2 separate regions of the Anas platyrhynchos genome follow, and region 2 is linked to region 1. The links are chromatin contacts, called in public Hi-C maps. All regions are on one chromosome and are shown on one strand. The core of a region is the stretch at or near the end of the contact, and the rest is flanking DNA. Distances in the headings are between cores, read along the strand shown. Region 1 overlaps ABLIM1 (actin binding LIM protein 1). Region 2 holds the start of ABLIM1 (actin binding LIM protein 1).

What was found. Hi-C and Micro-C count contacts between places; a contact is called where the count stands out from the background.
Region 2: a contact with region 1 is called in a Hi-C map of skeletal muscle, with 3 times the contacts expected there. The contact joins the promoter of ABLIM1 here to the enhancer-like site in region 1. A contact is called at or near these places in 2 of 8 Hi-C or Micro-C datasets (both in skeletal muscle).

Annotation. Positions count from the first base shown.
Region 1 is chr6:33,015,962-33,023,805 of IASCAAS_PekinDuck_T2T, forward strand. It overlaps ABLIM1 (actin binding LIM protein 1), which reads right to left. Exons shown (of 23, transcript XM_072039808.1): 7 at 3,132-3,219. Among named protein-coding and RNA genes, the nearest start is that of AFAP1L2, 67 kb to the left of the region's middle. Within about 2 kb of position 4,665, at least 1 of the 8 cell types and tissues checked has an H3K27ac peak or open chromatin away from gene starts, as enhancers often do.
Region 2 is chr6:33,149,596-33,157,439 of IASCAAS_PekinDuck_T2T, forward strand. It overlaps ABLIM1 (actin binding LIM protein 1), which reads right to left and starts at 4,155. Exons shown (of 23, transcript XM_072039808.1): 1 at 3,995-4,155. The coding sequence starts at 4,007.

The DNA.
Region 1 (7,844 bases), core at 3,415-5,914:
CCCCACAGCGCCAGCAAGATCAGGAGAGAAGCATGGCCTGTGCATTTGCTTAGGAGATCAGGCAGATCCCAGCCCTCAGGAGGAAGAGAGCTCGTGCCATAAAGCTGATGAGTTCAGACTCAGAAGGTTTTAGAATTTGCAAGTTCAGTTACAAGCTTCCTGCATGACCCCAAGAAAAACGTTCTCTGCTCCTCTGTACCTCATTTTTTTTTTTCTGTTAAACCATTCCTATCATCAAAGGAAAAGCTATTGCTGAAATTTCAGGCAGCGTTTAGCACAAACTAGCCCAATTTTAGGAACACCCACCCCAGGAGAATGCTGGAGCTGCTGAAGGGAATGAGAAATGCAAGAAGGTTTGGATATAATTTTCACGGTGGAACTTAGTTACCAGTTGTGAGCTTTCTTTCACAAAAAATGGTAAGAAGTTTTAAAAATATGAAATTGTAAAACCCAAATCAGGTAGAGCTGGCACAAGAAGTAAAATGCAAATATTTTTTCATGACCCTGAACTAGAACTTGTAGATTTGATTCACCCAAACGTGTCTCACTATTTCGAAATGTTTGGAACTATGTAAATTCTCAAGCTTCATTGCCCTTCCTTTCCCTAACAGAAGCAGTTTAGCAAATTGTGGCTAATCCCACTCCTAATGTAAGTTTGCTCACTTGGCAAACATCAAGCAACACATTCATTTATTCAGCTTTTTGCTTTGCGTGTACCGCTGATTCAGAATACAGTGCTCTAAAAAGCAGCAGCTCAATTACACAGTGAATAAGGCTGAAAGCCTGTGTGAGAATCAAGAGCAGCAGCAGCCCTCTGAATGCTAAGCAACATCCTAGCTCAGTAACAGCCCTCTGGGATGATCCCTATAATAAAATACTACTAAGGAAGTCCATGGGAAAGAGAAAGTTTCTGATGCTACTTCCTTGTCATTTCCCTGTGAGGGAGCAGGGAGAAGTCAGAGTGCTTCTGCTAGCACTACCTAAACCATCCTTAACATAGGAAGCCCCAGAACGGTGGGTTTAGTTTTGTGTTTTCCTTTTGCAGATTTGCTTTTGCACATTCCTATTGCAAGTGACTAACAGAAACCTACCAGGCTCCTCTACTTATACAAAGCGGTACCAACACAGTTTTCATGTCTAGTAGAGAGAACAACTAGAGATGAGAAGGAAGCTTCCTATTTTCATATATTTCACTGGTAATGTAATTTTGGTTCTGGCTGGTTTTTATTTCAGAGAAATGCTTGGAAGGCTGATATTCTGCACCCTAGGGGGAACAATTTGGATGGAGTCAGGATATCCATTTCAGCTGAGAGCTCTGCAGAGGAAAGGCTTTCAGGTCACCTTAAAGCCTTAAAAGCATGCTGAATTCAGCAAGGAAAGCTTTGTCAAGACAGTCTGGAGTACACTCAGCAATAGCATTACTTGGTCAGAAAACAGACTTATACAATAAAGCAGTGCAACTTGGGCTGCTGCTCCTCCACTGAAGCACAGTGAGCGTGAGGGACATCAATTCACCGTCACGGGACAGGAGATACAGAAGTGTGTGTAGCTAAGAGAATGACAGCAGGTCAAGGAGCTAGGTATCTCTTCCTATCTCATATCACCTAAACTTTGCCTGGACAAAAATCTGGCCTTGTTTAAGTACCTCCTGCCTTACTGGGATCTGCACAAGTTTATACCACAGCCTGCACGTGAACTTCCATTCTGTGCTCGACTGGTGCGAACTGCATCAGTTCATCCCTCACTGCTCTTAAAGTAATTTCTGAATTAATCTGCTCACCTTGAACTCTGCCTGTCCTTTATCATACTATCATGTGAAGAAACTAAGATTACCACTTGTAAGATGCTGTAACTGCTGCTTTCAAATTAGGCTTTCCAGTTTGCCATCAGAAAGCAGTAGTTCCTACCCAGCCCTCTTTCAGCCTCTCCTTGCTCTGGCAATGAAGTGCTGCTACACAACTGTGTATCTAATTCTGTGCACAGCTGGAATAAGATGATGCCTTACAAGGCCAGTGAGATGAGAAAAATGGACTGCAAGGGAGGACAAACTATAAAATAACACAAATTAGCTTCAAAGGAATTCCTTAACAATGTTATCTTGTTTTGGAATTCCTCCAGAAGGAATCTGTCTCCATTTTTTCACGAGATAGCTGCCATCACACTTTCATCATTTCTTTCCTACACTTTTACAGGCCTTTCAGGTGCATCAAGTGAGTTTTCTAACATAACTACAACACACAAAATCCCGATCCACAGTTACCTTTTCACTTTGATTTCTAGATGTACAAATGCATATTAGATGTCTTTCTACCAATATTAATTAATACGACAGCAAGTCAGAAAAAATAATTGTAGCTTAACAGCTAATGTGCTACCTTCTGGGAAAGTCAACAGAATTCAGTTCAAGGATGTTTTTCAATCAAAGAAAGAAGCACATTCTGTTTTACATGAAACGATTAAGGAAAAAAAAATGCTTTGCACCTGGAAGTGAGTACAAGACCGCTAATAATAAAAAGGAAATGGAAATGAATGTATGAGAAAGAAGTGACTTCAGAAAGAGACAAATAAATATAAATGGGACTAAAGGAGACATGTGACCAGATGAACGGGAAATAGGCAAGGCAAGCAAATATAATTAGGAAGCAGAGGAGACAATCTAATGATGCGCATGGGGGATCAGATCTACGTGATTCAAAACAAGCTCACTGCAGTGTCTGGAAGGCTTTTCATTGCGTTTTACAGTTTGAAGAGTGGTCCGGAATAACAGAATTCAGGGGAAAATTACGTGAAATCCTCTCACGTTGTCTGATAGCTTAGTGTACAGACTGGTGGATGAGCTATCTGTGAGAAGCCAAATTCAGAGGCAACCTAATAATTTTTACCCTTGTTACACAGCTTTTGAAAATACAATCTGGCTCAACTCAGGTATAGAGTCACTGCAAAGCCATCATCATGGCCATTTACTATAGTGAAAGAGTTCAGTAAAAAAGTTTGAGGGCACCGTAAAGAAGAAAGGATGGCTACTGTCCACTGTGTCCACACTGCACAGAGATAGCTAATAAAGTGCTGAGGTCTGTAACAGAAGAATTACCAAGCCTGACTTTCTGGTTTTAGAACAGAGACGTCCTTACCTTGCAGATACATTTCTTCTCCTTCCGTGAACATTTGGTTGCACCTGCTGCATCGTGCACAGCTTGGATGATAATGCTTGTCACCTGCCTAAGCAAGAAAGAGAGATGAGGGATCAATGCACTGTAAACATTGCTCACAATTATACTGCTCTGTGAGCACTCAATCTGCTAACAGACCACTCTCATTTTTCCTCTAGTTCGCCTGTTATAATATGGCTCTGATGATGTGACAGCAGCTATGGGAATGTAAGACCTGCCATTCTGGCTCGGTGCAAAGGTCCAGCATCCTGTCCTCAACAGAGGCCAGCAGTGACTACCCCGGGTAAAAGGCTACAGGAACAAGACAAGATAGAACAGCCTTTCTTCTTCACACCTTCCCATTCAAGTCATCAGTGGTTTAAAGACTTCCTGGTGAAAGGCTGTGTTCCAGTCTCTCTATTCTCCATGATTTTGCCTGACAGCTTTTTGAATCTCCACTTACCAGTCCAAAGCAATGAATGTTACACTGCAGCTAGACATTTGTGCAAACCTGCTGCCTCCTCCTTTTGCAGACAGCACGTATTTTCTCAATTGCTCCGTTGTTATGGATGAATTTAGACAATGAATGACAGTTTTCAACCTGCCATTTCATTCCTTGGCTGCCTTCCCAACACTGCTGATATGGGCAACTTCTGGGACCCCATTAACCCAAAGCACAAATGCCTGACTTCAGAAGCTACATGGGTGCAGGCAGCTTGAGCTGCCTGAACTATTGACATAAAGATTCTAAATACTCTAGATCCTGTAACCCAAATCCACCGAGTCACTTAAATACACATCTCTTCAATACAGTGATATTCATAAAAGACTTGGCTGATCAGGTTTCAGGCCTATAAGGACAGGAAAAATCAAGGCACAGATACGATTGTGATTTCTCCTTGGGAGAAACTAAGCATGCAAAGCCCATCAGGCTTTTTGAAGGGAAAAAAAAAAAAAAAGGAAAAAAAAAGATTAATCCTAAACCAAACAAGTAGCGACAATTAATGCATTCTAAAAGGCTTTATAAATGTATCTGATTTCCTAACACGTTAACTTCAAATGCCTTTTCACAAAATATTCCCTATCAACTGAAATGTTATGTGCACAACACCAGTCTGCAGCATAGTGCTGCAAATACTGAACGGGCTTCCAAGGTAGATCTCACATTCAGACAGCTCAGCACTCATCAGCAGGAGCCTGTATCCTTCTCTGCACTTTCTGCTGTGCACAATCAATATTGTGCATACAAAGGAACAGGAATTTTATCTGTATTTGGTAAAAAAAAAATAATCCCAACTTTTGAGCACTCCTCAAATTCTTCAGCAGAGTGAGGGCCCAAAGAGCTGCTTGTCATAAGCAATTTCAGGCATATTTCATTTAAAGATGATGCCAAGCCCATGTCCTGGAAACTGCTCCCAGTTAATGAGATATAAAAAATTCCTAACAAGACTGAATCACTGCCGGAAAGCATCTTCTCCAAACAGGAAGACAATGATTACAAAAATACATATGAACTCATAGAAGAGGAATCTTTTCTGGGCTCGCCTGTCTCATCCAACTGCAGAACATCTCTGCTGCATATGAGAGCTCAGATTTTCAGTAGGCACATGGATTTTTTTTCTGAAATAAATTCATAGCTTCTCAAAAGGTATTCAGTACGGTAGCTAAGAAGCTATCTAGTCTGAACTGGGAAAAGTACAGGGCCTGTTATGTTATGAATTAACCCCTGACATATCCCATCTGAGATGGGGCCATGTCTCATAAGATGTTATCCAAATTCTCAGACACAAAAGACTGAAACAACACTGTGGTCAAAAGTTTTTGTAATTTCAGTTAACTGCCAAAAAGTCTGTACATTGATACTGTCAGATTAATTAGGCTTTATAAAGAAATAATTCCCTTCCAAGAACGCCAATAGCAAACTACGGCAATGGAGTTTTAATGGATCCAGCAGAAATATCTCTAACGTGAAAGCACCATGCTCTGCGGACAACAGAAATCATGCATTCACATCCGAACAGTTTCGGCATCTGTTCTTCCAAGCTTTGATGTACGTGTGTTTTAGGAACAGAATGACAGATGACCCCGATGTATTACTCAAACGTTGCATTGCACTGTCCTAGGCAAAAACTGCTGAAATCTTTGGTTTTTGGGTAGTTTTTCTGGCAGTAGCCCAGGATTCTGATTTTTGTGTTCCTTATTTTGCAGTCAAATTACAACAACTTGGGTCAGTAATTTCTACTAGCTCCATTCACCCTTTGTCCTAAAAGGATGTGTATCTGGTCTAATCTCGCTAACATTGGCGAGTCTTTCACTTGCCCTGATCATCTGACAAACATGCCGTTTGTTTTTCTCCTCATCACAAATATTTTCTTAAGGACACCTGGTACATCTGTCAGTTGATTATGACTTCTATAAGCAGCCTACACATTTAAGAAAGTCAGATTATTTACAGGAAAAACAAATCCAGGATTCATCACAATATTGTGTGTAAACCTGTGGCCACTCTGAAGCTTCCCACTCCCCGGAAAAAAACTCCAATATGCTACTGTCAATGTAATTTAAACAATGTACACATATCTCTAAAACAGCCAAAATGTTTATCAGATCTTTCCCCAAGGCTGTAACAACTGGCCAAACGTTAGCCCAGAGTGAGCAGTGATGAAGGAACACCACGCCCCTGCTAACACAAGCTTGCTAAGTGGAAGCACTAACCCCTCCTGCACTGGCTGGTTTTGCTGGAGTTTTATATCACAGCAGCTGCAGCTGTTGCTGAATGCTTCACATCCAGTTTCATCCATTTTCTGCCTCAGCAGTGTTTCTATGACTCTGGAGCAGAGCTCTGTCTTCAGTGCGTATCCACTGGGAACCAGTCTGCAGCTCAGCTAACCCAGGGCTAATCTTGCTAAGCCTGACTTGCCATCATCATCTGAGAAAGCAGGTTGCTAAAAATCAGTCATTACAACATATTAGGAGAAACTTCAGGATCTACAGGGAATGAAATATTCACACTTTTCAGATATTTGTTTTCTTCCTAGCTCTCAGGCTACTAAACCCACACTCAGCACAATCGGTGTGAAGTTTCCTGTAACCACACGTTGCCATACTGGGGGCTGTTAAGGCTGACATCCCAGTCCTGCTGGCAGTACCAAGCACCATTACTCAGTGCACATTTGCCCTGAAGGTTCTTCAGCTGAAGTGTAAGAGGGTTAAAGGCACTTGCCTTCCCACTATGCCTCACTCTCCTTACCCCTTCCCAAATTCACTTCATATCCAGAAATCCCTTACAGCTGGTTTGCTACTCAAAAACTTCTCAGCTGGCATCTTGCACCCTGCCGACAGCAACAAATCACTTCTTGCTCAAAAAAATAGCTATTTAGTCTTTTGGGACTTAAAGCCAAAACGGTACCATTTCTCATAGGTGTCTGGGAAAGACAATTGTGGGTTGCACAAAAAAAAAATTAAACACAAATGACTCCAACCCAGAAAACAGAAATACAGCTGCATGCGTGCCCCAGAAGCCAGCCTCAGTCCCTGCTTTGAGCACACCCAGCCCTAATCCTAGGACCACAGTACTTCAAAAGCCAAGGACTGCACTTTTAGAGTCTATCTCCTCCCTCATGCTGTCCCCCCAGCTCCCACAAGACCAACTTTTATTTTCTCAGTGCTTGTAGAGCTCCAGTCTGATTAAATAAATGTTTTCCTCTTTGGTGAACGTGAGAGCTTAAGATTTCCTATTACTCATGCCTTCAGTCCTGTTCTTTCCAGCACAACGGTGAACAAGAGCCAGAAGGGACAATAACAAGAATCCCACCAGGAGTGCTCACATGCCAGTGGGTCTGGTGGAGGAAGAACTAATTACCAACAGACATTTTCTGTTGGCCAAAAGACACAATTAAGTGCATTTTTGCTGCGTTACATTTGCACAGCTGTACTCACTCTCCATTCAAAGATATCCTAGCAATCACCTGACAAGCAGCTATTAAACACAGAAAGCTCAATTTTCCTAATACAACTTAAATGCAAAAAAAAAAAAAAAGTATGTAGTTTTAAGAGTGCTTTTAAAAGGTGTTTTTTTGTTTTGTTTTGTTTTGTTTTTTTAATGAAGAGCTATCAATCACAGCTCTTTGATTGACAAATCTAATCAAATATTTACTCCTACCATGACTCTAAGGAGGTTGACCTGATTTCTCAGCTCTCTTAAGGACTAAGGAGCAGCATAAAGAATAACTCAGACTCATCTTTAAACCCCTTAAGGAATGTCATGAATTGTAAAACAGGAACTGTAGCAGTAGCCTACCATTTTCCAGGGAAGCTTTATTTTAATTACTGGCAGAGGTCACAGAATCTTTCACCCTGTTTGATGTTCAGGATAATATCAAATGCCATTGTTTCCTTCTCTGCAGGCTTCTGTGATCTCACAGGCGGGTGGAACAGCACAAACACTATGAAGACCAAAATTTGCTTTTAATAACATCCTGGCCTAAACTGTCCACTCATTTTTCCCAGGGTCTTATCTGTTCAGCAAGTCACTACAAACTTCTGTGCTGAGATACAACAATAAAAGTGCAGCTCCTGCTTCCAAAGGACATCTGAATCTCCCGTAACTTTCCCTGTTACTACCAAAGGAAGGAAAATGCAATACAATTTACATTTTGTAAACTACCTAGCTTGATAAATCCTTGTTTGATGTGC
Region 2 (7,844 bases), core at 2,905-5,404, 130 kb after region 1:
CTTTCTCTACAACTCCCACACTTACAGTATCAGAGCGGCACGGCACAACCTGTTAATATTAGACAGCAATAATATTTCTTTAACTCTGGCTTCTGTCAAAACTTAGTGATTTTTGTTATGGCACAAAAAAAGGCAGGAAAGACACCACTATTGATAAACCTATTTTATGTGCCTTCATTTTGCCTGAATTTGCCTGCTAGACTAAATATAGCTCGTGCTAATTCTTTCAATATTTAGAAACAAACAAACAAACAGCAAAGATATTATTTGTCCACACCAAACACTACCATTTGTGCCTGCTTGCTTCAGTGTAACTGCAGATTACTAAAGTTAAAAATAGCCATTTTCCATTAACTTAGACCTTCATGATAACAAGTAGTTTTGACAGTTTTTAAGCAGTTTGAGATAACATGCACAAGTAGGTCACAGTTATACTTGGCTTTAGAAAAATGTCTTTCATCCAGCGAATTTACAGCTCTTTACAAACAAGCCCTTAGGTAAGCAACAACCTATAAGGCTTACTCCAACACCCAAATTCAGTCATGTATGAACCCTAATAGCAGCTACTTAACAACAGCTGAAAGTATAATATGAAGACCTGTGCAAACTGCACAATAGAAAGCATGACTGACGTCAACGGCAGTGATCCCAACAGGCTGCAGAACAGGTCATGAGAGTGCCCTGGGAAGGGCTCCAACTTGACAGGGACATGGAAAAGGATTTTCAAAGTTTGCTTTAGTTTAGCTCCCGGTTCAATCGCCAGATTTCCAAAATGATTATTCGTTCACGCTTCTGGGAATACTCATCTATGCTACTTCATCTGGCATTTGGTCAGAACGTCAGCTAGAGCTGTACTATGAGGAAGGCTGCAAAGGAAGTTTAGAGACCTTATGCTTTGGTAACAGGGAGAGGTGAGGGACATTGCAAAGAACATCAACAACATAGTCTGTATGGGTTGGTAGAAAATAAAAGAGAATTTCAGAAAATTTATCATAAACCACAGGTCAGCCATTAGTCCTCACAACAATCCCCCTGGAAAAAAATATCTCCCATTATTTCCATTGTACAAGTAGGGAAGTATAAAACTCTTCACCCAGAGTTCCATTTACAGCAAAATTACATTATTTTGTATTATTTGCTATACTTTATGTATTGATTCACAATCTACCATTATGTCTTTGGCTATACGGCACTTCTGCTTAAATAACAACAAGGAACTAGAGCAGAAGAGTTCAAAGGGATGGTTCAAAACACAGAGGTCCTGATGGATTTCAGGAGTTTCTTCCATCATCTGTTGCAGTCAGTTCACTAGACCATGCTGCCTCCTGGAGCAAAAGAGACGAATAAAGAGAGCTGCACAAATTGAACACTGATGATATTGTGATATGTTTTACTATGCCTTGAGTATCTTCTGCAGTTTAGTAATAAAAATGGCACAGGTAAATCTTTACCTCTTTGGCTATTCTTGGTATGCCTGGTGTACAAACAGCAAGTAGACAGCTCCAGACCTGATGCATTCAGAATAATAATGATCACCTTTTGGACAGCTAACACTACATAAAATATTAACAGTCAACATTCGCTGAACACTCAGACCCTAACGATACCGAGGTTTTAATGAGACTCCTTATGCATGAGGTAATCTGCCAGCATGAAGCAAAGGGTCCTGATCCAACACTCAGACAAAGCCCTGATCCCATAAATACATATTTCTTATCTGAGCTACATGCTCAGGAGTAACCTCATTAAGATCCATCATGCCACATTAAGTGTCTACAAGTAAGCTCATACATAACATTTTATCAGTTGTAACGTTTAGAACAGTTGACAATAAAAATGTTCTGTACCGCCTCACACACAAACAGCCTTTGGTCAGCACCAAGCAACTCTACTATGTACTCCTACAGACATGTTTATTTTCCAACTAAGTCCATCTGTTAACATTGAAAAGCAGAAATCAATAGAAATTAATGTCTTAATCTCTTTTATGAATATTATTTGTTGCATCTCTAAACTCCTGTGAGGTCCCTGTCCCTCCAATTAATTGCTCTGAAAAAACCTGGATGGCATGGGAAAGGCTGAGAAAGAATTCCCCCTTCATCTCCAGGCAGCTCTCCAGCAGAACCAAGCAGGCATCAAACATCCGTGCCGTGCCGATGAAATATGAAAGAGGGATGGTGGGGGGAGAAAATGGGAATTGGACCAGTGGAAATGTTCCCTGGCTACCCTTTCTGTACATTTCAGGTTTGGTGGAGCAAAACATCTGCAGAGCTGAAATTGCAAGGTATTTCCATTCCTTCCCCAACTCCAGGTAGCCCTGTGAAGACGGCCATCTAATGCATGTCATAAAGCTTTGCTGAGACCAGGGCTTTCCCACCCAGGTACTAAAGCAGCCTTAGCACAGCACTGATGCTAACACAATTAGCACTCTTCCAGAAATGGATCCTTCGGAGACTGATGCAGACCATGGCTTCCTACAGCAAGAACTCCACAGAGCCACAAGGAATTGCGCTGACCCACCACCATTTATTATTTATACCTGGGATGGGTGCGACGCTGTGGGAACATGGAGCCAGGCACACTGCGCTGACAACCCTACAGCAGTCGCACGCTGCCGTCCATGTGCGCGAGGCTCATTCGGACAGCGGGAGGAATCCAGGCAAACCAAAGCGCTGGTGCACGTCGGGCGGTGTGTAGTGCGTGAAGACGCAGAGAAATAAGGGGATGCACAAGCAGGGCGTATCCCTGCATCCAGGGGCTTGTTCACACGCGATATGTAATTTTCACAAAGTGTTTTTTTTTTTCAATGCAGAGACAACCGGGGAGTGGTTTTACTGGTTATTACCGCGCAGATAATTTTCTTTAAGGGGAAAAAAAAATAAAAAAATAAAAAAGAGAGAGATGCTTACCGGTATTTCAGCTTTGTTATGACAGCGTTCAGAACATGTTTAACTTTACGCCTCCGGTTCCTCCGAGGGCAGCGCCCCGCGCCCCGCACCTGCAGCCCCGTTCCCAGCCCCAGCGCCCGCAAGGGGGCTCGGCACCCTCGGGCCCCCCACCCCGGCACCCGGCGCCCCCTCCCCGAGCCCCTTCGCCGCAGGGCTCCTCGGTGATCCCCCAAACCCCCCGGTCCCCCCTCGCCCCCCGCAGACCCACCTCTGGCGGACATGGCCGGGCCGTGCCGGGCCGTGCCGAGCCGGGCGGGGCCGCGGCGCTCTCCGCGCTGCGTGCGCCTGTGCGGCTCGGCTGGGCTCGGCTCGCCTTGGATCGGATTGGATCGAGTGGGATCGCCTGGGATCGGGCTGCCGAGGGCAGGGCGGCGGCTGCGGGGCGGAGCGGGGCGGGCGCAGCGCTGCGGGCCCGGAGGGGCAGCGGGCGCCCCCCCGGCGGGGGCCGGGAGCTCCCCGACACGGCGAACCCGACCTCAGCGCCCCGGGAGGCTGCGGGGAAGGGCAGGCGACGGGAACCGCAGGGCTGCGGCCGAATTGAGCCGCGAGAGGTGGCTCCGCTCAGGGTCGGCACGGCCAGCAAGCAGGACCCGGGGTGCTGCGGCAGCCGGCACGGCGGTGGCACGGGGGCTGAGTCACGCTCCTCCTGCTCTGCTGTGCCACACGCAGCGCAGCTGCCTCCCAGCAGCAAGCCCACACGGTTTTCCTACGAAAGAAACGCAGCCGGAGATCCAGGAGAGGTGGCGGTGCTCGCATCCCTGCCCGCGGCTGCGTGGCGCGGTCCCCACCGCAGTGCCGGGGCGCAGCCGGCTGGTGGCTGCTTGGCAGCGCCCTGGTGTGCTCGCCCCGCTGCCAGCCGGGCAGCGAGGTATATATGTGCATGTAAAATGTGTGTGTGTACGTGTATGTGTAAGGGAGCAGAGCAGCAGCACAAGGGCGAGCACACACGTGTCCTCTCATCAGGTGATGTAGGCGCAGACAATGCGCCGGCACAGCTGTTCCTCCCATATCGCACTCAGCCAGCAATGACTTGTGGTCATACACACCTCTGTTTGCCATGCATCGCCCCACTGTCACCTGCAGCTCATACTCATTAGGTCGTTCTGTCTTCTTGCCCCTTGTTTCTGAATCCTGCGGCAGCAATGAAATAAATCGCAGGTTCGCCTCTTTCCCAGCTCCTGTAGTTGCTCAGCGAACGTTCACTCAAAAAAAGTTCCCTTCCCCATCTTCTTTTCTGAAATGAGTAACGTTTTCCACTTGGAAACAACTCAGGTTTTCTTTCTTGTACCAAAAGAGCCAAGGTTTTCCTCAGTAATATAACAGCATTTTGTGTTTTTAATTGAGTCATTTCCTATGCACTTCCTTCAACGAATTTCTGACTAGCATTATCAAGGGTTCTCCTGTGTGATGCTTAATAGATGGCTTTAAAAAAAAAAAAGGTTCAGGAACATGCAGAAATTAGCTTTTTAATGAAGAATTTCCTTTCTTTATGCTGCTAGGAAGTGAAAGGAGAAAGGCATTTGTACCTTGGTTTTCTATAGAACACAAAGAATTTATTCCACTTAGTGTGCAACACCTCTAAGGCTGAGCAGTTCAACAGACATGTTGATCAGAGAAAGTTAGAATGGATCAGATACAGAATCCATTTATTAAAATTAGCCATTTAGTTGGGTTTCCTAAGTAATTGAGGGTGATAGAGTTTCATTTTTCTGTCTGTCCAGCAAATCCCCTTCAAGAACTTCAAGTCCCAGATATGGAAAATTTCTATTAAAGCTGACTAAAAGGTAGAACTCAGAAAGAGTTCAACAACTTTACAAGTTTTGTAGTAATTAGGACTTGCAAAGAGAAATTAAAATGAAGAAAAGCTGCAGTGGGAACTCAAGAGTTATCAGTTCTGGAAGCCATGCCTTCATTAGCCACAAGTACCAGCCAGGCAATCTGCATGTATGCAGCTGAATCAGCTTCTGCAACGGCTGTCTCCTGTCCTGCCAATATTTAGGGAATGTGGAAGGGAGCTGAAGAGAAAGGAGAGGGTGGGAAAGGGCGGTACAGAGAGGAGGGAAGACCTCAAACAAGATCCAGACAAGATGGGCAAGCCAATCCAAGAGTTTGCTACTGCTGCTTCTGCAAGCGGTTGTCACGTACTCTCCTGTGCACTGTGTTTTTCCTACTCTCCCCAACACATGTGCTCCTGCTCCCCTTGCTGGTCTCACCCCTATCAAACAACTTTAGCTCATTAATCACCAAGGAATTGCTCAATTCCTTGTGCTGGTGAGTTTTCTGCCAGGAAAAGGAAACAAAAAGATAGCCAAAAATGAAAACCTAAGGCTCAGATAAACACTGGAGCTTACAGAAGACAAGTGCAGAACTGCATGGCCAGCAAGAGGTGAAGAACAGGTGAGCATTAGAGGGAAAAGAGATGGTCTTTTTGAGCAGCAGCAAGCTGTTGAGCTGTTCAGTTGACTGAGCCATTTCCTGACCACTTAAGAAGTCCATTAGGAGCAGTGATTGACATTGCTTTATTTCAGGCACCTAGCTGAGGTTTCTGAATTAGCCAGCTGAGAAGCAGGATCCTACCTGCTACTTTTTTGTATTGACTATACAGACAGCTTAAGCTTCTAACTCAAATTAGACAGAAAAACAAACAAACACAAACACACACACACTAATGACAGTGTTTTTTAAAGGTATTTGGGCTTTGAGAGATGCAAACAGGCACCTGGGGATTTTTTAGAGATTTTTACAAAGTACTTCGACCAATTTTAGCAGCCAGGTGTTTTCAAATCCCCTATTGGTATATTCAGATGCTTAAATGCCCTTGAAGAGCTATGTTTTTTAAGGTCACAGAGAAAATTATGTCAGAGTAAAGAACAGAACCTGCATCTTTCCAGAAAAGCCCTCTAAATATTGGACTGTATTCTCTGTACAACATACCTTGCTGTCACTTGTGAATATATTCACCTGTGTGAATACATAAAAGATTCTGTTTTTCTATCCATTAAGTAAACAGGTTTTAGACAAACTGAAAACTCTTAAAAGAATGATGATGTCCAGCTAAGTCAGCAAAGGCTGGATTTATACATTTGAACTGTGAAAACATTAATCACTTTTACTGATATAACCTAGAGTATTGGAGATCTTGGCAGCTAAGAAAAAGCCTCTAAATAAGCCCATTAGTAGCTAATCTATATTGCCGTTGCACCAAAATGGCTAAGTACCCTGGAGGAACTTAGGGCACGGACCAGAATATGAAATTCATTTCTGAGGATCAGGTTTGGAAAGATCAGCTAAACATTGACTAGGATTTACTGCAGAAGAATTTCAGTATCACCTGTGTGTGCATCCTTATTGGACAGATCCCAACAAAGAGCTCGGAGTCAAAAACTTACTCAGCTTTCATCAGGTTCTCACGGGTTCACATATGAGGTATGAACCACAAATAACAGCTGTGAATCTTGACTCCTAAATCATTTTTCTTCTGATTTTGTATTCAGTGTATGCCTTCAGGAGATACAGAGACAATTACATAAACTGCCTTTGTTGTTAATTATAAATGAGAGTTTTTAGATATGTGTCAAGCAAGGGTGTTATCTCAGTGTGTGCCCTACTTTGCCCTTTACCCTAAAGAATTTGCTGTGGCCAAACAGAATTAGATTACGCAATCAAAGCTGATTAAATGTGTAAGCATTTTTACATAGAGTATCTTTTACATTATGCTATCAATGTAGACTGTGACAGATACTTCCTTGGCCAAAGTTCACATTAGCGAAGATGAGTAACATAGCAAGAATAGGAAAGAATATTACGAATAAACCAGAATCAAAATTTCTTGCCACTCCTCTACATGAAATTTTAGGAATCATCAGCAAAAATTCACTGATAATTGCAATGACAATGAGCCAGACTCTGAGAATTGTATACATTCTGCTGTGAACAGCCCCGTTTATGTGGGACAGAAAGTCTGTACCCAAATAAATTCATTATCTAAATCAATGTGAAAGTACATCAGTGAGTAATGTGATAACTGACCATAAGACACACAGGTTTCTTCCTGTGCTCCTGGAATTCAGACATTACTGATGCTCTCTTGATTCCTGAAATGCTATTTTCTTTATCCTTACTTTCTACTCTGACCACTGTGTAGCAGAGCCCTCTGGCTGAGGAGTATAGAAGCAGACAGGACTCCCTTCAGCACACATCAAGATCATTCCTTAATCAGCTGTTGGACACAATTTGATTTGAGAGACACAAAGTACTGACTCTTTTTCAGGAACTGAATGCCTTGTCCCTTGTCAATCTGTATCAAGATAGCAACCCCTAGTCTCAAACCTGGCACTGATCAGTCCTACAGCTAAAGCACACACCTGTGTGTAGACACATGCTCTTTGACAAAGTGTCACTGAAATTGTGATGGCTGTTTCACAGGGACTCAGGACACACCTGAGAGAGAACACAGAGCAAAATCAGCCAAAGGCACAGTCTCACTCATCTTAACAGGAGCTTGAACGAATCTCACAGTCTTCCTGAAGAGATTTGGAATAAAAGAAAAACACTTTTCTACTGTTAGCATCGGCCAGTACACCCTGGTGCATGTATTCTGTACATTTTCTTTCTCTTACCCCTTGATATCTACCAATAAATGTATCTGGTTGACCTGTGAGATATGATCTCAGGCCTAGCTGAGTTTTTCTGATGTTACTGTATTCTTTCAGGGTGCTTTTAAACAAACAAACAAACGAGGTTTAATTTAGCCAAGTGTGTGTGTGGGAGGGTATTCCCCACTTTTGAATCCGTTTGAGTTTCGGGCTGATGGTAATCCTACGCAGCTCTCGCTTGTTTATTCCACAGACAGTGATGCTGATGGACAGAGACGCCGGCAAATGATGGAATTCTCCA